Regions from separate parts of the Oryctolagus cuniculus genome. Here region 1 is linked to region 2. Evidence: chromatin contacts called from public Micro-C data. All regions are on one chromosome and are shown on one strand. Each heading gives the region's core, a stretch centred on a gene start, on an enhancer-like site or on the middle of the called end of the contact. The rest is flanking DNA. Distances are from core to core; before and after follow the strand shown.

The links. A called contact is a pair of places that touch in the nucleus more often than the background predicts.
Region 1: a Micro-C map of ear pinna shows a contact between it and region 2, with 3 times the contacts expected there. The contact joins the promoter of PARP3 here to the promoter of POC1A in region 2. A contact is called at or near these places in 3 of 6 Hi-C or Micro-C datasets (ear pinna, psoas muscle and an unstated tissue).

What each region holds. Positions count from the first base shown.
Region 1 is chr10:97,710,893-97,716,985 of mOryCun1.1, forward strand. PARP3 (poly(ADP-ribose) polymerase family member 3) reads right to left here and starts at 2,730. Exons shown (of 11, transcript XM_008260744.4): 1 at 2,590-2,730; 2 at 1,786-1,974; 3 at 1,258-1,383; 4 at 931-1,119; 5 at 664-796; 6 at 355-581; 7 at 21-167. The coding sequence starts at 1,965. It overlaps RRP9 (ribosomal RNA processing 9, U3 small nucleolar RNA binding protein), which reads left to right and starts at 3,267. Exons shown (of 15, transcript XM_002713229.5): 1 at 3,267-3,485; 2 at 3,763-3,845. The coding sequence starts at 3,312.
Region 2 is chr10:97,537,014-97,542,552 of mOryCun1.1, forward strand. It overlaps POC1A (POC1 centriolar protein A), which reads left to right and starts at 2,564. Exons shown (of 11, transcript XM_051852358.2): 1 at 2,564-2,919; 2 at 5,507-5,539. The coding sequence starts at 2,902.

The sequences.
Region 1 (6,093 bases), core at 1,480-3,979, 170 kb after region 2:
CCACTGTGAGCCCAGCACACCTGGTACTCTGGTGCCTGGGGGTCCAGCAGCTGCAGCTGGCAGTGGAGAAGCTGGTAGTCGCGGTCCAGCGGGTGCGGCACCTCCTCCACCCTCCGCTCCTCGGGGGCTGCCTGCAGGGCCTGGGCCAGCTCGATGTCTGCCAGCACCTGGGACCATGAGCACTGGCAGCTGGCCTGCCCACTTGACCTCTGGCCTCTCCCCCCACACACCTGGGACCATGGCCACCCCGCCCGTGTGTGCCCCTGCCACTCTCACCCCATCTGTCTGGTAGGCCTTCCCCGCAGTCCCCCCACCCCCTGGCCTGCTGCCCCGTGGCCCCTGCCACGCCCTCACCAGAAGCATGTCCTTCTTGGTCCGCAGCAGCTCCGGTGAGTTGATGGGAGGGGGCCGGCTACGGCCGAAGTTGTGCGGGATGACGGTGTAGAAGTGGGAGGACAGCTCCTCCAGGCTCCGGCCGCAGTCCCCGGGGTCCTTCAGGGCCGCCTCCAGGGCCTCCAAGGCCTCGAAGCCGCGCGCGATCTGCTGCTTGCTCAGCTTTCCCAGGGGCATCTTCTTCACATCTAGGGGCCAGGGCGTGGAGACCCTCAGTCCTGCCCCGCCCGGCCCCTGGCCACCCCCCCCCCCCGGCCCCTGGCCCCTCACCCAGGTTCATGAGGGCCATGCTGTCCTTGAACATGTCCTTGCTGAAGATGTTGGTGATGAGCTGCTGCGTGGCGGGGTCCAGGGAGCAGGGCTGCACCTGCTTAGCCCCGGGCCTCGCTGGGCCTCCATCCACCTGGGAAGAGGGACATGGTGGGCAGGAGCGGCAGGGCAGGGCCGTACTCGGAGCAGGGCACGGCCTCGGACAGACCGGCCGGGTCTGGGACAGAGCCCAGCCAGGCCCCTCCCCCTGCCCTCCCCGGCCGTCACCTTCACCACGGCCTCCTGGGCCTCGTCCTCTCCCTGCACTTCGATGAGCGTGTACTTGCCGGGGTGGGCCACAAAGCGGTCCCGGTCCGCCCAGTGGTTCTTGGTCTTCTCCCGAAACTTCTTCTCAAAGTCCTTCTTGGCATCTGCCAGGCTTTCGAAGTGGCTGATCTTCGACTGGTCCGTCTCGCCCTGCAACCGACAGCCTTGAGGGCTGGTGCTGCGCACGCCCTGGACGGCTGGAGGGGGAGGCAGGGACAGGCAGCTGCTATGGCCTCCTGGGGACCTGGGCAGGAAGGCGGGGGTGGGGGTGGGGTGGCCCCGGCTCACCACGCGGCCCCAGCGGTTCCAGCAGGCGAAGCCAGCGTCCTCCTGCAGCAGCTGCATGATGTAGAACTTGTTGTTGTTGCTCCCGATGTTGGTCTGGTTCAGGGTGCAATCGTAGTCCTCGTGCACCTGCGAGAGGGGGTGGGGGCTGCTGGTGGGCCCTGATGGGGACAGAAGGACCAGCCACACTGGGCGTCAGAGAAGGGTCTGTCCAGGAAGGGCCGGATGGGGCGGGCATGGTGCTGGCCGAGAGGACAGAGTCCTGAGGACAAGGCTCAAGCCCGGCGTGGGGGTTGGGGGAGTGCTGGACGGATGTGGCTGGGCCCTGGGGAGCCTGCCGGGGCTCTGCAGGCACACGTGACCTACTGGACCCATGGGGGACAGCCCTGACCTCGGGGCGGGGGGACATGGCCTGGCTCTGGGGCTCCCTGAGGGGCCTTGAGCCACAGGGCAGAACTGGGCTCCCCCGGGGAGAGGGTTTGTGCTTAGGAGGGAGCAAGTGGCAGCCTGGCGTCTGGGACTGTGGCTCACCTGGGTCCCGGGGTTGTGGCGGAGTGGACAGGTGGGGTCCACGCGGATCACGCGCTTCTCTGTGGGCGCGGCCCTGAGGGCCTCGGCGGTGGAGCGGAAGCTGTCTTCCTCGCCTGCCTCCGGGCGCCCCTTCTTCTGGGGGCCTGCAGGCTGTGGCGGGGGCTTGCGCTTTGGAGCCATATGACAGTCCTGGGCCACAGCAGGCACCCTCAGGCCTCCCTGGCTGCCGCCCGGTGCCTGGCCTCATGGCACTACCGTGCCCCATCCTGGAGCCCCCACCGCTTCCCTCTCTGCTTCACTGTGCCCATCCCATCCGAGCCTCTGCACCTCAGATAGCCCCTTTCCCAGGCACAAGTGCAGGCTCAGGGCCCTGTCCCGCCCACCCACTCTGGTCAGCATCAGGGAGGCAGCTGCCCCCCCCCCCCCCCCCCCGCCCAGCTTCCCGACAGCGCCTGAGGCCAAAGGGAAAGTGAAAGTCTCTCCCTCCCACTTGGTTCTTCCCGGATCACAGCACCGTCTGGGTACCGGCTGCCCCTCCCCCTGGCCACCAGCTGGGCTTTCACCAGAGCTATGGAGGGGTGGGGAGGTGGGCAGCGCCTCTAGGGGGCAGCTCTCCTGAGGCCAGATCTGTCCCCCAGAGCTTGGGACCAGTGGTCCAGAAGCCTCTTACCCGAGGAGTCAAGAATTCTTGGGTTTCGATCAGGGGCCTGGCACTGTCGCAGGGCAGAAGCAGGTCCTACTCCACCCCTGCCCTGCCCACCCCTGCCCTGCCCAGGCCTGTGGGCAGGCCCACAAGGCACTCACCTAAGAGAGGCAGGGACAGGGGGAGGTGGCTGCAGGCTCTCTCAGGCAGTCACAGGTCTGTGAACACTTCTAAGTGGCCCTTGAGGAGCTGAGACATGACTCAGCCAGAGACTTCCCAACAGTCACAAGAGGGGAAGAACTGGGCGGAGGGTAGAATGCCAACTATTTGGCCACAAGGGGGATGAATCAGAGCCTGGGGCTGGCTCGGGTCTCTGGCCTCTCCTGCAGATGGGTGGACACTGATCTAGACACATCCAAGGCTCACGGGTCTGATGCAGCCTTGGCGTTGCTCATCTGGCCTGGGACCTGCGGCACGTGTTCACCGGCTGCCCAGTGACCTTGGGCACTGTCTCTCTAGGGCTGCTTGGATCCCCACTAGTTTAACGCCGGATTAGTTTACCCCAAACAGGGAGGAGTCACGCTCCAGAACGCGGAATCCCGCATCTCTGGCGCCCCCAAGCGGTCAGAGGACGCAGAGACAGCGCTTCTGGTTCGACCCCCTCTTGAGAAATCAGCCAGCTGAAGAGCGCATGCTCCCCGGCCTCAGGCCGGAAGCTCCGGGGACAGGCGTGCTTCCTACTCAAGCCAGGAGCGGGAAGCTATAGGCTCTCTCGGAGGCGTGGCCACAGCGATATATCCAATGGCGCTCAGGGGCGTGGCAAAGCGGCCAAAAGGCCCAATGGACCCCGCGGGGGGCGTGGCCTGCCGAACAGTGGAAGCCTATGAAGGCTCCGGGTGTTGCGGCGAGGCCGGGGCTTAGCTGCCACGTGAGTTCTCTAGCGGGCGCTGGAACACACACGGCAGGCAGCATGTCGGCAACAGCGGCGTCTCGGAAGCGGGGAAAGTCTGCGTTGGGGAGCGGAGCCGGTGCTGGCCCCGGCAAAAGACGCCGAAAGGTGAGCTGCGGTCCGTCCGGCTACCGGGACAGCTCAGCAGTCGTCCCATCCGGGGGACGCGAACCCGGGCCCCTCCCCAGCCCTTCGCGCAGGACCCTGGCCGGAATCAGCCTCGTCCTTCCCTTATCGGCCCGAGTCCTGGAAACCCTGGCGCTTGACCAGGGACGGGAGGCAACGCCTTCCCCAGTCCCGGGCCGTTAGAGGGACCGGAGGCGCCCTTGGTCAGTGCCGGGGTGTTCGGGACCGCAGACCAAAGAAAGGGTCCTGTAATTCCCAGGCAGACTCTGCGGGGGACAGGGGCAAGTCCAAAGGTGGAGGCAAGATGAATGAGGAGATCTCCAGCGACTCCGAGAGCGAGAGGTGAGCGGAAGGGGAAACTGAGGCCCGCGGTGTGCGGGAGACTCAGTGAGCCCAGGGAGAGCTGCGCCTCCGATTTCTGACCCTCTGAAGTGCCGTCTTTTTTGAGGGGTCCCTGTGGAGAGGACCCCAGGGCTCAGGGAGACGCCTCCCCGATGCATGGCAGGGAGTTCAGTGCAGGGCTGGACTGACAGGCCCGGGGAGTGCTCGGTGGTTCTTGATTGTGTTTTTCACAGTTTCACAGTTTCTCGTCTGTCTTGACCCTTAACAAGCCAGGCACTGGCGTCGCTGCTCGGGGTATGGAGCTGAGCAGACAGGTGAAGAGGGGACCAGTGTCTTCCCGCCTTGTGTTCTGGGAGCAGAGGAAGGACTTTTAAGTAGGGCCTGGGAGAGGAGGAGGAGTCTCTTGTTCTGGGCTTGGAGAAAACCCTGGGGGCAGAACGGGAGTGTGGAGAGGGCGGTGGGAGAATCCAGGCAGGGAGGCGCTGGAAGCCCCCTCCTCCGCAGGTGTTGGGGTGGTTGCTGTGTTGCGGGTGCTGCAGACGGCCGCACCAGGGGCTCCTGGTGCCTTCCTGCTGAGTGGGATTTAGAAAGTCTGCTTCTGAAATTGAGTACGTGTTCCCAGGAAAGCTTACTGTGCTTTTCTTTCTAAGATTTATTTATTTGTTTGAAAGGAAGAGTTACAGAGAGAGAAGTAGAGAGATCTTCTGTCCACCTGCTGGCTCACTCATCAAGTGGCCACAATGACCAGGGTTAGGCTAGTCCAAAGCCAGGAGCCTGGAGCTCCATCCGGGTCTGCACGTGGCTGGCAGGGGCCCAAGGACTTTCCCAGGAATGTTGACAGGGATCTGGATGGGAAGTGGAGTAGCTGGGACTCAGTTGGTGCCCATGTGGGATGCCTGCACTGCAGGCAGCCGCTTAACCCACTGTGCCACAATGCCTGTCCCCCGTGCGTGTCTTTGTATTTTTTTTTTAATTAGTCCTCTTATTTTTTAAAGGTTTATTTATTTGAAAGAGTTACAAGAGGCAGAGGCAGATGTGGAGAGAGAGAAGTCTTCCATCTGCTGGTTCACTCTTTAAATCCCTGCAGGGGCTGGGATTGGGCTGATCCAAAGCCCGGACCCAGGAGCTTCTTCCAGATCTCCCAAACAGGTGCAGGGACCCAAGCACTTGGGCCATCTCTTGCTTTCCCAGGCCATAGCAGGGAGCTGGATTGGAAGAGGAGCATCCAGGGCACTCCAGTATTTTTAAATACGGCCCCTCTAGTATTTTTTTTTTCTTTCTTTCTTTTCTTTTTTCTTTCTTTCTTTTCTTTTTTCTTTCTTTCTTTTTTTTTTTTTTTTTTTTTGACAGGCAGAGTTAGACAGTGAGAAAGAGAGAGACAGAGAGAAAGGTCTTCCTTTTCTGTTGGTTCACCCCCTAAATGGCCACTATGGCCAGCGTGCTGCGCCGATCCGAAGCCAGTAGCCAGGTGCTTCCTCCTGGTCTCCCATGCAGATGCAGGGCCCAAGCACTTGGGCCATCCTCCACTGCCTTCCCAGGCCACAGCAGAGAGCTGGACTGGAAGAGGAGCTACCAGGACAGAATCTGTCACCCCAACTAGGACTAGAACCCGGGGTGCTGGCGCCGCAGGTGGAGGATTAGCCAAGTGAGCCGCAGCACCGGCCCCCTCTAGTATTTTTAGTTTTTTTTTTTTTTTTTTTTTTTACAGGCAGAGTGGACAGTGAGAGAGACAGACAGAGAGAAAGGTCTTCCTTTGCTGTTGGTTCACCCTCCAATGGCCGCTGCAGCCAGCGCACCGTGCTGATCCGATGGCAGGAGCCAGGCACTTAGCCTGGTCTCCCATGGGGTGCAGGGCCCATGTACTTGGGCCATCCTCCACTGCCCTCCTGGGCCACAGCAGAGAGCTGGCCTGGAAGAGGGGCAACCGGGACAGAATCCGGCGCCCCATGTGCCGGTGCTGCAAGGTAGAGGATTAGCCTAGTGAGCCGCAGCGCTGGCCCCCCTCTAGTATTTTTAAAAGTTGTACTGTGGGGGCTGGTGCTGTGGCATAGTGGGTAGAGCCACTGTCTGCTGTGCTGGCATCCCATATGTGCCCCAGTTCACATCCTGGCTGCTCCACTTCTGATCTAGCTCTCTGCTGTGGCCTGGGAAAGCAGCAGAAGATGGCCCAAGTCCTTGGGCCCCTGTACCCATATGGGAGACTTGGAAAAACCTCCTGGCTTGGGATTGGTTCATCCCCAGCCATTGT
Region 2 (5,539 bases), core at 1,314-3,813:
AGGAGCTTCTTCTGGGTCTCCCACATGGGTACAGGGGCTCAAGGACTTGGGCCATTTCCTACTGCTGTCCCAGGCCATAGCAGAGAGCTGGATGGGAAGTGGGGCAGCCAGGACTTGAACCAGCGCCCACATGGGATGCCGGTGCTGCAGCCAGAGGCTGAGTCCTCTGTACCGCAGGGCTGGGTCCCCTGACAGGCTCTTGCAGGGGAACTTGCCTGTGGGCTTTGTACCAGGACGCAGACCTCCCTGCTGTAGGGAAGTTTGAAGAGTTCTCCAGCCCCTTGACAAATCTCCCAGTTACAAACTTGGCATTTGAGAAGCATTTTACATAGTTTCTCTAAATTCAGTTTTCTTTTCTTTTTAGATTTATTTGTTTATTTGAAAGGCAGAGTTACAGAGAGGCAGAGAGAGAGAGAGAGAGAGAGAGAGAGAGGTCTTCTATCCGCTGGTTCGCCCCCCAAATGACCACAGTGGCCGGAGCTGGGCCAGTCCAAAGCCAGGAACCTAGAGCTTCCTCCAGGTCTCCCACGCGGGTGCAGGGGCCCAAGGACTTGAGTCATCCTCTACTGCTTTCCCAGGCCACAGCAGAGAGCTGGATGGGAAGTGGAGCAGTCAGGACTCGAACTGGCACCCATATGGGATGCTGGCACTGCAGACTGGGGCTTTAACCCACTGAGCCACAGCACTGGACCCATAAATTCAGTTTTCTACAGTACAAGCTTCTGTAGGCCAGCGGTATTCCATAGCTAAAACCTGAAACTCTACCTAACAACAATAAAATAATTCTCTAGTTTAATGGTCAGGTTTTTGTTTTTATTTATTGTTTTTGTTTAATAAAAAGAATTATTTACTTGAAAAGCAGAGCAACAGAAAGAAAGGGAGAGGGAGGGAAAGAGGGAGAGAGAGAGCTAGCGTGCAAGCGAGCGAGCTTTTTTTTCATGTGCTGACTCATTCTCCAAATGGCCGCCACAGCTATGTGTGGGTCAAGCTGAAGCCAGGAGCCAGGAACTCCATCCAGGTCTCCCACGTGAGTGGCGGTGGCCCAAGTAGTTGGTCTCTCTTCTGCTGCCTTCCTAGACATTATCGGCAGGAAGCTGGATCAGAAGTAGAGCTGCTGCACCCAATACATGCCAATCTTCATTTATTCCGTAATGCCCACTCCCACCCCAGTGTTTGGCTGGCAGGCAACAGAACAACCAGTAAAATGTGGATGTTGGTGGGAAGTCTTGAGAACTTAACAGTATTGAAGTTTCAGTGTGAGCGAACAACTACGCTTGTTTCAAGGATTTGAGTGTCTAAGTTAAATCTCCAACATAAAGGAACGAGTTCAATGCCAAATCACAAAGAAGCGATTAAATGTTATCTGCTTTCTTGTTTTGGCTGTTGCAGGTCTGAATGCCAGCTCCCTTCATGTATTGGTTTCAGAGTTTATTGAACCTGCCCAGAATTGCAGACCCAGGGACACACAGTCTTTGGTTTCAGTAGCGATAACCTCAGAACATGGCCAGATCCTAATCAGTGTTGGAGTCTTGACAAGTTGGCCAGGAGAGATGATGGAAGATTCCTGAATCTTGCAAAACATCCGGCTCAGGCCAATTGCAGATTGGGAATATGTCCATCGTGAGGCAGAGGAAAGAGCAAGAGACAGTTCGGCGAGAAAGGACGACCCCTGGTGGCCAGGTCCTGGGACTGTCTCCTTTTAAAAGTGTAATTTATTCATCTATTTTTAAGATTTATTTTATTTATCTGAAAGGCAGAGTTGAGAGAGAGAGAGAGAGAGAGAGAGAGAGAGAGAGAGGGAGAGAGAGATTGTTCATCCACTGTCTCACTCCCCAAATGGCCACAACAGTCAGGGCTGGGCCAGACCAAAGCCAGGAGCCAGGAGCCGTATCCAGGTCTCCCACGAGGGTGCAGGGGCCCAAGCACTTGGGCCATCTTCTACTGCTTTCCCAGGCCATTAGCAGGGAGCTGGATCGGAAGTGGAGCAGCCAAGACCTGAACCCGGCGGAACCTGGTGGAACCTGGCGGCGCAGGTGGTGGCTGTACCCCCTCCGCTACAGCACCGGCCCCCAGAAGTATAATTTACAACAGCTTTTCAGGGTGAAGGCCGCTTGCCCGGCTGCACCACTCTCTCGGATTACAAAAGGGAAGGCGGGCCTACACAGCAGAGGCGTTTTCCCCTGAGCTCATACAAGGAACTGGGGCGAGAACTGAGAACTGAATTCAGACCTCTCCACCCTATAGTTGCGATTTCCGGTGATTCGCATTCTTTTGGATGACAGGAGTCCTTCACGTTCGGAGGAGTGAGCCATTTAGAATTCCATAGGGGCGAGTAATTGCATCGCAATTTCTCGCGTGAAAACCCGGCCGCGAGGCAAGAAGCGCTTTAAAGCCACACAGACACAGGCCCACACCAGTCATCCACTTCCGGGATCCTTCGGCCCGCGCTCTGAGTAGTAAACCCCGCTCGCCCCCACGGCATCTTGGGAAATGTGTTTCCACCTTCCTCCACACACGAGGGCGCGGCGCGGCTTTGGAACTACATTTCCCAGAAGACTGCGCTCCCTTACGTCATCCGGGCGCCAGGCCGGTGGGGAGAGCCCTCGTCCTGGGCTTTTTAACTTTTCAGGAGGAATGAGTGGCGGCGGGCAGAGGCATTTGCTGGCAGCGTCCGGGGGTTTCCTGGCCTGGTTTCCGAGGCCGTGGTTCCAGCTTTACAGTTCTAGTTGCGTCAGGGGCCAAGAAGCTGAGGAGCTTCCCCTTTAATTGCGGTGGGTGGGGCGCTGCGACGCGCCCGGCGTTGCTATTGGCGGCGGTTGGGGGCGCGGAAACTGAACCGGCCGCAACGGCCTTCACTCCGCCTCCGGCTTCTCCGGCGCCGGTGGCCGCGCCAGCCCTGCCATGGCCGCGCCCAGCCTGGTGAGTCCCCTCTAGCGACCGCCCGGTCCTTCGTCTCCACTCCAGGCTGTTGGGAGCCTGGCCTGCGGGAGAGACGACTGCGAGAGGGGGACCGGGTTCCGAGTCGATCTTCTCTAGTCTGTTTACCGTCTCTACGGGGGCGCTGGGTGGGCACTACCGGGGACCCTGTGCCGGGCTGCTGGAGCGAACAGAATCCCTGCCTCCAGGGTCTGCATCTTCGCGAGGCTCGACTCCGGTGTGATCCGGAGCCGGGCGGCTGGATGGAGTGTTGTTGAAGGTGCTCTCCACCTCCGCGGGTGTGGACAGCTGGCCCTTGGGGTGCGTGGGACGGCCCAGGCCTGCAATATGACCTTGGCCATAGAGGAGCTCTCCAGAGCCGGTCTTGCTGAGAGAGTTCTTGAGATGGGCCTGTCCTCTGGCTGGGTAGTAGCCTGTAGCTCCTTTAGGCGTCCAAGGACTTGGTAGAGGGCCCAGAGTAGGATCCAGACCGGTTGACCTCTAATCGGATGCTCTCACTACGTCGACCTCATATATAAACCACCTTGGGGGAGAGGAGGCCTGGCGGGCAGGCAGCTGCAGAGGGAGACTTGACGGGCCGATGAACTTGGCTCTGCCTGTGAGCCCAGGGGTGAGCTCTCTTACCCGTGTTCTGAGAGGCGCTGGGAGGGCAGGAGGCGGAATGGAGCCGCTGTGGTTGTTGGAGGCCCTTCCCCCGCTGCCACTCCCCCTGCTGTTGAAAGGGTACTCATGCCAGGTGTTTCAGGGGGCGGGGCTGGGCACAGGGCTCCTGGGGCCTTTGTGCTTCAGCCCTGTGGAGCCGTGGTGGCTTTGCTCTGTGTCAGGGACTTTGTTTCCCAAGAGGAGTCTTCCGCTGGGCTCCCTGGACCGCCCCAGGTGCTTCTTAGAGGTTTCTCATGCTTGGGCTGGGGGCACGTCTGACCCTTCAGGTGCTGAGACACAAGCCGCTGCTGGCTGGCAGTGTCCCTGGAATAGCCTCTCCGTTGTCCCCCCAAGGCCCTATTTATTTCTCTGATGGTGGGTAGATTGTGCCACCACCCCCAGCCTGTCCAGGACTGACCTTCGAGCTTCCTGGCTGGTCCAAGTAGGTGCAAGTGTGTAAGATCCAATTCTTGGGGTGGGAGGTGCTAAAAGGCTCATTTTCTGTCTTTAAACGTTCTTTTTTTCTTTTAAAGATTTAGTTATTTGTTTGAGAGGGAGAGACGGAGAGAGAGATCTTCCATCCTCTGATTCATTCCTCAGACAGCTACAATGTCCGAAGCTGTGCTGATTCAAAGTCAGGAGCCAGGAGCTTTCCTGGTCTCCCGCGTGGATGCAGGGGCCCAAGCAGTTGGGCCATCTTCTGCTCTTTTCCCAGGCCATAAGCAGGGAGCTGATTGGAAGAGGAACAGCCAGGACTCGAACTGGCGCCCATTTGGGATGCCAGCGCTGTAAGCGGAGGCTTGGTCCACTATACCTCAGTGTGGCCCCTCTAGGCTTTTTTTAAAAAATGACTTTCTTGAGTTACTACCCATGTGCCGTAAAACTCAGGCTTGAAAGTATACAAGGCCGTGCTTGAGTACACGCACGGTGTCGTCCCGCCGTCCTCGCTGTGTGCTGCTGAAGCCCCGAGCTCCGCAGCCGTCACTTTCCTTCCCGCGAGCCCTTCTCCGCAGCTCCTGACCACCGCTAGTCTCCTTTCTGTCTCTGAAGATTCCGCTGCGACAGATGGAGTGGAAGCAGGGCCTTAGCGTCTGGTGCCTTTCACTCAGTGGTGTGTTTTCAGGCTCACACGGCGGAGCCCCACTCAGGGCCTGGCTCTTGTTGGAGACTGAGCGATATTCCATCCCGTCCCACGTTTGATTGGTTCAGTCGCCTGCTGATGGGCACCTGGGCTACTATGAATGATGCTGCTGTGAACATTTGTGTATAGGTTTTTGTGTGTGTGTGTGTGAAAAGATCTTAAAGATTGATTTATGTATTTATGTGACAGGCAGAGTGACAGAGATCTTCCATCCTGTGGTTCACTCCCCAAATGTCCACAGTGGCTGGGATTGGTCCAGGCCAAAGCCAGGAGCCTGGAACTCCATCCCAGTCTCCCATGAGGGTGATAGAGACCTAACTATTTTGGCCATCTTCTGCCCTCCCAGGCGCATTAGCAGAGAGCTGGGTCAGAAGTGGAGCCGCCAGGACTGGAACCGGGCCCACATGGGTTGTCGGTGCTGTAGGCCACAGCTTAATCTCTTGCAGCACAGTGCTGGCCCCTCGGCCATGTTTTATAGTTTTCACTGTATGAAGCTTGTGCTTTTTCTTGTTAAATTACTGCTGAATGTTTTTCTTGTATCGTGATGGTATTGTTTTATTTTTTGGATTACTCATTGCTAGTGTATGTAAAGAAATACAGTTGGTTTTTCTGTATTAATTTTGTATCCTACAGCCTTGCTGAACTGGTTACTCTAAAGGTTTTTAGCTGTCTGCAAGGTCACACCTTGAGCATTTTAACCCCTCCTGACTATTGTGGAAGAGTCTTGGCCCCAGGGAAGCCCCTTCCTCACCTAGGCTTCTCACACAGACCCTGGCTCTCCCCCAGGAGGACCCCTCGCTGGAGAGGCATTTTAAGGGC